2 separate regions of the Arachis hypogaea genome follow, and region 2 is linked to region 1. Evidence: chromatin contacts called from public Hi-C data. All regions are on one chromosome and are shown on one strand. The core of a region is the stretch at or near the end of the contact, and the rest is flanking DNA. Distances in the headings are between cores, read along the strand shown.

The links. Hi-C and Micro-C count contacts between places; a contact is called where the count stands out from the background.
Region 2: a contact with region 1 is called in a Hi-C map of leaf, with 1.7 times the contacts expected there. The contact joins the promoter of LOC140173729 here to the promoter of LOC112697143 in region 1. A contact is called at or near these places in 2 of 8 Hi-C or Micro-C datasets (both in leaf).

Annotation. Positions count from the first base shown.
Region 1 is chr6:100,390,125-100,395,610 of arahy.Tifrunner.gnm2.J5K5, reverse strand. It overlaps LOC112697143, which reads left to right and starts at 3,001. Exons shown (of 12, transcript XR_011862536.1): 1 at 3,001-3,668; 2 at 4,345-4,417; 3 at 5,062-5,136; 4 at 5,249-5,310; 5 at 5,412-5,480.
Region 2 is chr6:100,765,634-100,771,119 of arahy.Tifrunner.gnm2.J5K5, reverse strand. LOC140173729 reads left to right here and starts at 2,856. Exons shown (of 1, transcript XM_072198278.1): 1 at 2,856-3,380. The coding sequence starts at 2,856. The coding sequence ends at 3,380.

The DNA of each region.
Region 1 (5,486 bases), core at 1,752-4,251:
TTTCAATACATCTTAGAAAAATCTAACCATTCAGATGCAGTTGAGACAGGGCACAATTTAGTTGTTTCAAAACATCACACTCGAAAATAGTAAAAAGCAGTTTCACACGAAGTTCTTCAAGAATACAGCTATGCATGTAAACAAATTCAAAATCTATTTTTCTATGAAAGACACGATCAGCACTGGTGCATGGCAACAACTCAACCCTCACTCCAGAACCTTTCCTAAGTATCTTCGACGCATCAATCTCACCCACACTATCCTCATCCACAAACAATGAACCTCGAATCCTCACATCCTCGGTCACCCACTTGTAAGAACTGTCATCTTCATTTTTATATTTTTCTTTCCCTTTCTTATCACCCATGGACTTTTTAGAAAAGCAAAACAGACAAGAACAAGAAATGGCAAGTAGAAAACTAACCTCTTTTACTCATGGTTTTTATCACTTCCCAAACCTTTCAAATAAAACCACATTGCCTTTAGAATTTCTTCAGGATTTAAAAAACAAACACTATATTTAATGTAACTCCTTCAGTTCCATAAAACTCCCAATCATTACTTCTATTGCCAATTAACAGTTCAAATTGCATTGATAAAAGCAACAGAATAATTAATGAAAAGACTACTACACTTTTTCATACAGTACACATCAATCATCCCCATTTTTCAAATTGTTTTATTTTATTTTAATAAGAGTTAAGTACGATTTTGGTCTCTAAGGTATAGGCCAAAAAATTTTTTCATCCCTAACTTTTTTTGCATACAAAATCGTCCCTAAGGTTTAACTTTGTTTTAAAATTGTCCTTACCTTACGGACCAAAATCGTACAGAGGTGGTGGCAAAAGTAGAGACAAAGGTGGATCATGGACAACTTCTTCTTCTTCTTTCCTTCTCCCTTCTTCTTCTTCCCTTCTCCTTTTGCAGGAGTATGAACACTCTCTTTCTCTTATTTTTTATTTTATAATTTTTTTGTTATAGGTAATTTAGTTCAAAATTTTAAGATTTAAGTAAAAAAAAAACGATTTTAAAACTTGGTTTTAAACTTTAGGAACGATTTTGTATGCAAAAATAGGTTGGGGATGAAAAATTTTTTGGCCTATACCTTAGGGACTAAAATTGTACTTAACCTTTTTAATACAGTCAGTTGATCTGGGGGCTCCATATCTATAACTCACACCGACGAGTTATAACTCAAAAAGCTCAACCTACTTTATCAAAATATCACCAGGCCAAACTTGGGGGCTATGATGTGGCCATTATAACTCGGTTACATGTTATAACTCGTCTATATACATTATAGATCGGTCACCAATAACAGATATCAAGGCAGATATCAAAACACTCAAATGTACTGTTATTCTCCGTTTAATAGCAAAATTATTTGGAGACTTAACCATTATCTTCCATTTCAGATATAAAAGAAAGGGTAAGAATGTTCAACTTATTGCAATTTGCAAAGCCTATTATTCATTTATTGACTTGAGCATCGGAGTGTCTTTTGTAGGTACCCACTTCCTTGTTCTCTCATTGTCGACATATAACTTATCCCAACGAAAAGCAAGTTATACAGCGGCTAACTTCTGCAAGAACAGTTAGATTATTTAGATGATTGATTATTGTTAGAAAAATGCATAAAAACACAATATATATATATATATATATAGTTGTAAAAACTAAATCGGACCGGCCAGTTCGACCGAAAAATCGGTGAACTGGACCATGAATTGGTTTAGTTCGTTCTTTGGACAATTTAAGGATGGAAACTGACATGAACTGGAGAAAACCAGTTAAATTTGATAAAAATTGGTTCGGTAACAGTGGACTCTATGGTGCTCCGTAACACCGCATCTCTACCTGTGATCTAGTGCATCTTGTGGTCCTCCAGTGTGCCAGAGGCAGAGTTTGAACAAAGAACCTCTTGAGTGCAATCCTCCTTCAATGCCATTCTGTCAACATGCTTCTCATTGTTATATGTGACAAACATTAATTATATAGTAAATCTTTGAATTAAATAATTATATAAATATCTAATTTAATTTTAATTTTGTATTCTCTATTTTTCGAATTAATGATATTTTTAATTATGTATCATTATTAATAGAAATATAAACTTTACTAAAAGTTTATTAATCTTTATCTATTTTAATGTTAGTATTGTGATTAAATTTATCTGTTTTGATATTCTTATTGTGTCAAATTAAAATATTATTGTAGTAGTACTAACTAATTTTATGTCTATATTTGTATTAGTTGTCTTTAAAATTTGAGACTTAGTTGTTCTTAAAATATTAGTGAAGATGTGTATTTTAAAATTTTTGACTATTTTATATTTTTTATTTACATATGACCGGTTTTATCGATTTAACTAGTAAATTATCGGTTGACCAATAAACTAATAAACTAATAATTTGATCGGTTTAATCACTGGTTTGGTTCTTATTACTATACATACATATATATATATATATATATATATATATATATATATATATACTTACAGCTAATTTTTCGTATTTTTATATTAATTGTTGCAATGTTTTCTTATTTTAGATGTAGCTGATTCATATTTGTTAGCAAAAACTTGTACTATGGTGCATGTACACCTCATTTGAGCTGATGAATGCAATAGGAGCTGAACACAAGTCGTGAGGCTAGAGAGTAGAGAGCAGTGGCATAGCCCACTAGAATAAGACACTTCTTACTATTTTAGTAATAGTTGGTAAATAACTTATTTATTTTGTAACAGATTAAATTAAAAGATTTTTATATCAATTTAATTTTAATTTTCTACTCATTCAATAATTTAAAAAAACGTGATTTTATTTTTGTTTTATTAAACTTTTTTTACCATCTCAATACTTGGGGCCTGAATTATTGGCTGAATAATGTTAGTTTCCTAGAGAATTGTTGTTTTGTAAATGACAACAAACTCAAAATGTTTGAATTTGTTCTTTAAAAAACATTATAAAATGAAAATAGTGTTAAGCATGTCAATTCCTGACTGCAGTGAGGGTTAGTGGCTTAGTGCCGCCATGCGCCCGTGCCGGAGCAATAGTTGAATACTAGTAAGATGATAGAATCTCACAACAGTGGAAAATTACGAAATCACCCCCACCCACACGTGTTAAGGGGGCAAAAGCGTGTGGGATGTTCTGGGCATTTTGGGAGGGTATGACGTTGGGGGGTTGATTCCCCAAACTCCGTATAATTCCGTCATTTTACCGTTTCCAAATTTCGCAATTTCCCATCTCTCTTTCTCTCTCTTCTCTCTCAGTCTCGTGTGATCTGCGTCGAGGTCGTTTTGACCCGCAACCTTCTTCAACGTCGTAGACGCCCCGGAATTCATTTCCGCACTTCCATCTTCCCTGATTCCGATTCGCAATCTCAGATTCTCCCCACACTCGTGATTCGCAACTGAAGAGAAAAACCTAAACGCCTCCGTCGATTCTTCTTCTTCTTTTGTCTTGTCGTTTCTACAATTTATTTTTTGGCGCTGCTGGCGTTGCCGTTTTGCGCGGTGGTGAGCGTCGTTTTGGGTGGGTGGTGGAAAGATGAAGTCCTCACTCAACAAGCTGAGGAAATTGGCACTTAACAAGAGCGTTGGGAAGGACAAGAGGGACTTTCCACCTTCCGTTAAGTTCGATGAGCTTGCTCTCGCTTCCAAGGTACTTCGCCTACTTCTTTCTCTTTCTCTCTTCTTCATGGTTTTTTCTTTTTCTCTGCACCATTCATAATATACTGTGTTTGATTCATACTGCTATGTTTGATTCAGTTTATTTTTTATTTTCGATTTAAGAATTTTGCGGGTTCGAAGTTGTCTTTTTACTTTTATTATTATTTTTAATGCACTTATGCGTGTTGCTCTTGTGCTCCTTAAATCATGAGTGGTAAAATAAAAGTACACATCCTCGTGGACTCTGTTCTGTTCTGTGTTTCCTGAATATTATTATTAATTTATTATGCTTTCGATAAATTCCTTTGAAGAAAGTAAATTAGGTTTAGTTGTGGACCTTCTTGGCAGTGATGTTTATAAATTTTGTTTTAGAGAGGAGGGGGGTTGGCGCCCCCCGGGGGGGGGGGGGGGGAGAATTAGTCCATACTCCCGTGCCCTTCTAATGAACTTGATTGTATTTATGGACTACAATGTGAAATTTTGCAGCTTGATGTGTTTTTTTTTTTTTTTTTTTTTGGGGGAGGGGGATGGTCAAAACTGAAAAGGGTGCTATAGTATAAGTGAAATTATTTCATCTTCATGGTGAAAACTGAAAAGGATGCCGTGATTGCTCCCTTGCGTTTCTCTTCCACTAGTGAAGTTAAGTGTTTGTTTTCCCTGTTTCACAGGAAATGCAAGAGATGAGAGATTGCTATGACAGCCTACTCGCGGCTGCGGCTGCGACAGAAAACAGTGCTTACGGTAAATGTTAATCTTTGGATATGGTTGATTGATCTGCTTGTTTTCTTCATTCTTCACACGTAATGTCTTAGAATTCATGCAGCTAGATCTGCATTTATTTTTTCTTTGTTGCTCGTATTGATTTTCTCTCTCTCTCTCTCTCTCTCTCTCTCTCTCTATATATATATATATATATATATATATATAAGAAAATTGAAGATACCAACCAGTGTGCTTTTCAGGCATTTTTTATTTGTCATACTCCATAGTATTGGCCTGATTGGCCTTCTTCACTGTTGATAATGTGCATTAGTGCAACAGGATCTTAGGTTTGGATCACTATCTAAAGTGAGGGTAGTTTTAAAGCACGAAATTGATGGACCGATCACCTTTCGATCAATAACTTTCATTGTGTATGGGTTCCACCAAAATGATCCAAAGTTGATTAGCCGCCCTTCATTTCTTACTGAAAAACAACTGTCCTCACTTTTAAGGATCCTTTCCCTTTTTCTTGTTACGCTATAAAATCTTTGCTTAACATTGGAAAAACAATTTAAATCTGTTTAGTTTCCCTCTCCTCTCTTCGGAACAGTTCCATTGCCTTGATTATATGTAAGTATTGAAATTTTTTTTTTTCCGGGTTCGTTTTGTGGATCTTGTTTCAGAATTTGCAGAGTCACTACGGGAAATGGGCAATTGTCTTTTGGAGAAAACTTCATTAGATGATTCTGAAGAAAGCGGTGAGTGAGTAAACATGTCATGGCCGTCCTATTCTGAAAAAATGCATAAGGCATTGCTAGTTGATTTAAATCATATATAGTTTTTGCTACATCTGTTATAATATGTATGCAGGTAAAGTTTTGGAGATGCTTGGAAGTGCACAGCTGGAACTTCAAAAACTTCTTGATAGCTATGTGAGCCTTTCTATGGGTGCAATCTTCTGATTTCTTTGGTCTTCTTTAACCATAATGTATGCAAAATGATTATTGTGATTCTATCCGTTTTTGTTCCCCAGCGAGCTCACATAGTACTGACAATAACAAACCCATCAGAGTCTCTTCTTAATGAACTAAGAACTGTTGAGGTATGT
Region 2 (5,486 bases), core at 1,607-4,106, 380 kb before region 1:
GCTCTATATTAGTACGATTGGCCAAAGACACAAACTCAGCATAGTACTCACCTACTGTGACCGTTTGTTGTAATTTGAATAAGAGTTCCCTGGGTAATTCAAAGAGAGAAGGCCCAAATTCTAGCTCTAGAGCTCTCTTCAATTAATTCCATGAACAAATTGAGTTGTGCGCTGAGACATTTGGAACCAAGGGATCATTGGTCCCGCCATGTGAATTGTAGCGATGCCAATTTACTCTTCCTCTGGTATCCTGAAAAAATAGAAATACTAAACTATGGAGAATATCCACCCCAATGTATCTGAGCCATCGAATTTGAAAAGATCAAAATTCACCCTCCGATTCAACCCCACACGAGGTTGCCAGTTAGCCACCGAGTTTGAACCATGGGTGTGCTCTTGCGAAGGGGAACAATTGCGAGCCTGATCCTATAGAAGCTGAGTCAATGATGATTGGATGTTATAAAATTTTATTTTCGCTGCCTCATTAGCACAAACACATTCAGCTCGGTTATCATCGCGTGTCGCTTCGATAATGTGAAATAAATTCTTGACATCAGCCTCTAAACTCTTCATGCGAGTGTTATCGGTGACAACCATGGTAGAATGAAAACACCAATTGTAAGGTGGATGAAATATACATACATACATTGATGTGAATTAGTAATGTGGTACAATGAATATTCAAAATTTCTAGTCAATGTAACAGTAACATATAATTGAAAAGAAATGAGAGGAAGAAAAACATAACAAGAAAAATATATTAACAGAAATTGTAGAACTAAAAGAATAGTTGTGAAGTCAAGCCATAGAGTCAATTATGAGTATTGGATACCTAAAGAGAATATTAAAAAAATAAATTAAAAAGAGAATCAAGAGTTGAGAAAAAGAAAGACACAACAGAAAAATCAAGAGGAAAGGAGTACCACATCAGGCTGTCCTCTCATAGCCTTCTAAACGAGTATTTGTAGTTCTAATTCTCTCACTTTTTCTTGGTCCTTGATGCAGTGGATCATTCTCCATATGTCCATTTTTTGTTATTAAATTTTCCCCAATTAAAATGCTTGCATTCACCATTCCATCATACTTCTGCTTTATATAACCTATTATGAGTGCTGTTCCATTAATCATACACATAATAAAATAATACTAATTCAACAACTGCAGTAACTTTCCCAGCCCCCTTTTAATTCATACAAAAAACCCAGCCCAATAACCCATTCTTCGCCCCTTTTTTTTATTTCCCAGCTCCCCCTCCCTTTTTGTTCGTACACTTTCCCAGTCTCCCCCTTCTTGTTCGTATACTTTCCATCTTCACTTTTCAAAATTTCAGATAACAACTTTTTCTATTCTTCTTCTTTTTTATCTCTCTAATCTTCTTATCTTTTACCTCTTTGACTTTTGTTTTTTTTCTTTGCAGATTAAAAAAAATATAGTAGTTCAACAAGTGATTCTTCACTCTTCTTTCTCAAAAAAGATTCTATTTTTATTCTTTTTTATTTCAAGAAAATTATTGAACTAATAATAAAGAGACATAGTCATACAAAAATAGAACAAATGAATTGTATTTAATCTAGCATTGTAATTTTCTTTTATGCTTTTTTATTATTTTTCTGTTAGTCTTATCTAATTTTTTTATGTTTTTTATATATTTAGTTATTTACTTAATTTATTATTATTTGTTAATTAAGTTTATGTTATTATATGTTAGTTTGTATATTTAGTTTTTTTTATTAGTTAACTATTTAATTACAATTTTATATTATTTATACTATAATGTTAGTATTATTGTTCTGAATTTTAATATCTTATTTTGAATTAAAATATAATTTTTATATTTTATAAAGATTTAGATTATAATTTACACTTTTTGCTAAATATATTTTTAATTATGGAAACTTATTTGGCCATTTGAATTATGAGTAAGTTCAAAACCATTGATACATTTTTTAAAAGAAAAGATCAAGAGAATGAAGATGCTTCTACTATTACTACTCCAATACTTGAAGGGTCATCAAATTTCATTACTTCAAGTTCTCTATTGAATAGCGCAAAGCGTCCACGACTTCTTCCAAATCAACTGGATGTTTTTCGTTTGGAAAGAGATCCAGGAATGCGACCAATGATTTGGAAGTTTCCTCCAAATAAAAGAGATGAAATCCGTCGAGATTATATTAAAGTTGGGCCAAATCAACCAATTCTTGATAATTATCCATTTTCTGGTCATAAAAGTCATCATCATTTTCAAGCTTCATGGTTTAAATTGTTCCCATCTTGGTTAGAATATTATATAGAAGATGATGCTATATATTATTTTTCATGGTTTCTTTTTGCTAAGGAACCTTCAATCAATACGGATTCAAATGCTTTTATTGAGAATGGTTTCAGTAATTGGAAGAAAGTAAATAGTGGAAAAGAATGTGCACTTTTGAATCACATTGGCAAAGGTCCCAACTCATTCCATCATAAGGCGCTGAAATCATGTGATATTTGATGAAACAATCACAACATATCGACAGACTTCTTCATAAGCAAACATCAGAAGAGATTGAAAAGAATCGAATTCGACTAGAAGCATCTATAAATTGCATTAGATGGTTGACATTTCAAGGTTGCGCATACAGAGGACATGATGAAAGCCAAAGTTCAAGCAACAAAGGTAACTTTTTAGAAATATTGAAATTTTTGGGATCTTACAATGAAAGAGTGAAAAAGAATTTTTTGTCCAAAAAATGCTAAGTATACTTCAAATGATGTCCAAAAAGAAATTCTATATATTCTTGCTACTAAGGTGAGAAATTTAATTAGAGAAGAGATTGGAGATGCCAAATTTTGTATTATTGTTGATGAAGCTAGAGATGAATCTAAAAAGGAGCAAATGGGCCATTGTTTTGAGATTTGTTACTCTAGATGGTTTTGTTAAAGAGAAATTCTTTGATCTTGTGCATGTCACTGAAACTTGTGCAACAACTTTAAAGAAAGAATTGATTTCTGTCCTTTCTCGTTATAATCTCCAAGTTGAAAATATTAGGGGTCAAGGGTATGATGGTGCTAGCAACATGCGGGGTGAGTGGAATGGTTTGCAAGCTTTGTTTTTTAAAGATTCTCCACAAGCATATTATGTTTATTGTTTTGCTCATAGGTTACAATTAGCATTGGTGGCAGCTTCAAGAGAGGTACTTCAAATTCATGAATTTTTTACTCAATTAAACTTTATTGTCACTATTGTTAGTGCTTCTTCAAAAAGACATGATCAATTACAAGAAGTTCAAGCAATTGAAAATGCAAACTTGGTTGCTCAAAATGAATTAGAAACAGGCAAAGGTGCAAATCAAATAAGCACTTTACAAAGAGTTGGGATACTCGATGGAGCTCTACTTTAATTCTATTTGCAGTTTGGTAAAAATATTTACTGCTACCAATATTATTCTCAATAATATCATTGAAGACGGGACAACTTATGCACAAAGAGGTGAGGCTTATGGTGTTAGTAAAATATTATTGTCATTTGAATTTGTTTTCACTTTGCACTTGATGAAAGAGATTATGGGAATCACTAATGTTCTTTGCCAAGCACTGCAACAACAATCTCAAGATATTCTTAATGCAATGCATATTGTTTCTACATCAAAGTTACTTCTTCAACAATTAAGAGATGGTGGATGGTGCAATTTTCTTGTAAATGTTAAATATTTTTGTGAAAAGCATGAAATTGAAGTCCCTAATATGAGTGCACAATATGTTTTTGGAAGAAGTCGATCTCGTCAACCAAGTGCGACAGTTGAGCATCATTATCGAATAGACGTATTCTTGGCAACAATTGACTCTCAAATACAAGAGTTGAATAGTAGATTTCATGAGCAAACAATAGAGCTTTTGACTTTGAGTTGTGCTTTGGATCCTAAGGACAATTTCAAATCATTTAATATTGAAGAAATTAACAAGTTAGCAGAGAAGTTTTATCCCCTTGACTTTTCTTCTAATGAACTAAATATTTTGAAATCTCAGTTGCAACATTATCAACATGATATACCAAATCATTTGAAAAGGCGTTAGTACACTTTTTGAATTGTGCAACAAGTTGCAAGAAATGGAAAAATCAAGAACTTATCACATGGTTGATAGATTAATACGTCTTGTTTTGACTCTACCAGTGTCTACAGTGAAAAACAGAAAGAGTTTTTTCAGCAATGAAAATTATTAAGACAAGACTCCGAAGTAAGATAGCTGATGAATTTTTTGCAAACAATTTGGTCATCTATATAGAAAATGAATTAGCAGTTATTTTCGACACAAATTCAATTTTGAAAATAAAAAAAAAACGTCAAATAACCTTTTTATGATATGAAACTGTAAATGATAATTTTCAATTATATTATTATCTTACTTTAATTGAGATTATATATTTATTTTTTTAATTTTATCAATAGAAATAATAATATAAAATATTTTTAATAAATTATTAAATACTACCCTAAATAGTTAGTCTAGTTTCGCCCTTGTAAATCTCTATTCTTCTTTTGAATACCCTGTGGAATGCAAGTCCATTCCTCTTCCCAAACCAACAAACCATACAAGTATTTCTTCTTCTCTCCACCTAGACGACCACCTTTCAGCATTGAGCGTCCATTTCGATGAGGAGTATTTATGATGTATTTGTTAGTTAGTGACAAGTATATTATGATGTATTTGTATTTGTTAGTTAATGACCACCCATTTATATTATTTTTTGTTAGTGATAAATAAATATAATTATTTATATTTATAATTTTTTAAATTTTGATCAATAAAGCATAATAAAAAATAAAATATATTGGACATTATTAATGACTAGGTCGTTTGTAAATAAAAAATAAATTATCATTTATTAATATTAACAATGATAGTATAATTATAATTTTTTAAATAATTAAATAGTCATTCTTTATAGACAACTCAGTTGTTGTTAAATAATTATCGATGGCCACAAGTCGTCGGTAAAGTTAGTCAAATTTTAACAATGAAGGATAAAAAAAATTTTAAGCGTATTAATATATTGATCTTTCAGTAATTTTTAACCGTTAACTTTAATTATAAAAAATATATAATATATATAATTAAAATTAACAGTTAAAATTTATTAAAATACCGATATATTTAAAAAATTTTTTAAAAGATGATCAACAAAATTTTACTAACAACTGAGCTATCTACAAGGTCATTTGATAGTTAGTTTTCTAATAGTGATTGCAAAACTTTCAACACTAGAATCGATTAACAAGACTCTTAGGTGGTGTTTGGTGGAGAGACAGAGACGGAAAGACTGAGACTGAGAGATAGAGACTAAGAGACAGGGATTGAAATAAATCTCAGTATTTTGTTTGGTGCAAAATGGGAGAGAAAAATTGAAACAAGAATGAAACTCTAATTTAATTTGCACAAAGGGTAAAATTGGAATTAATTAATTGAAATGAAAGTATTTTAGGTATAAAATGTTATTAAAGTTTCAG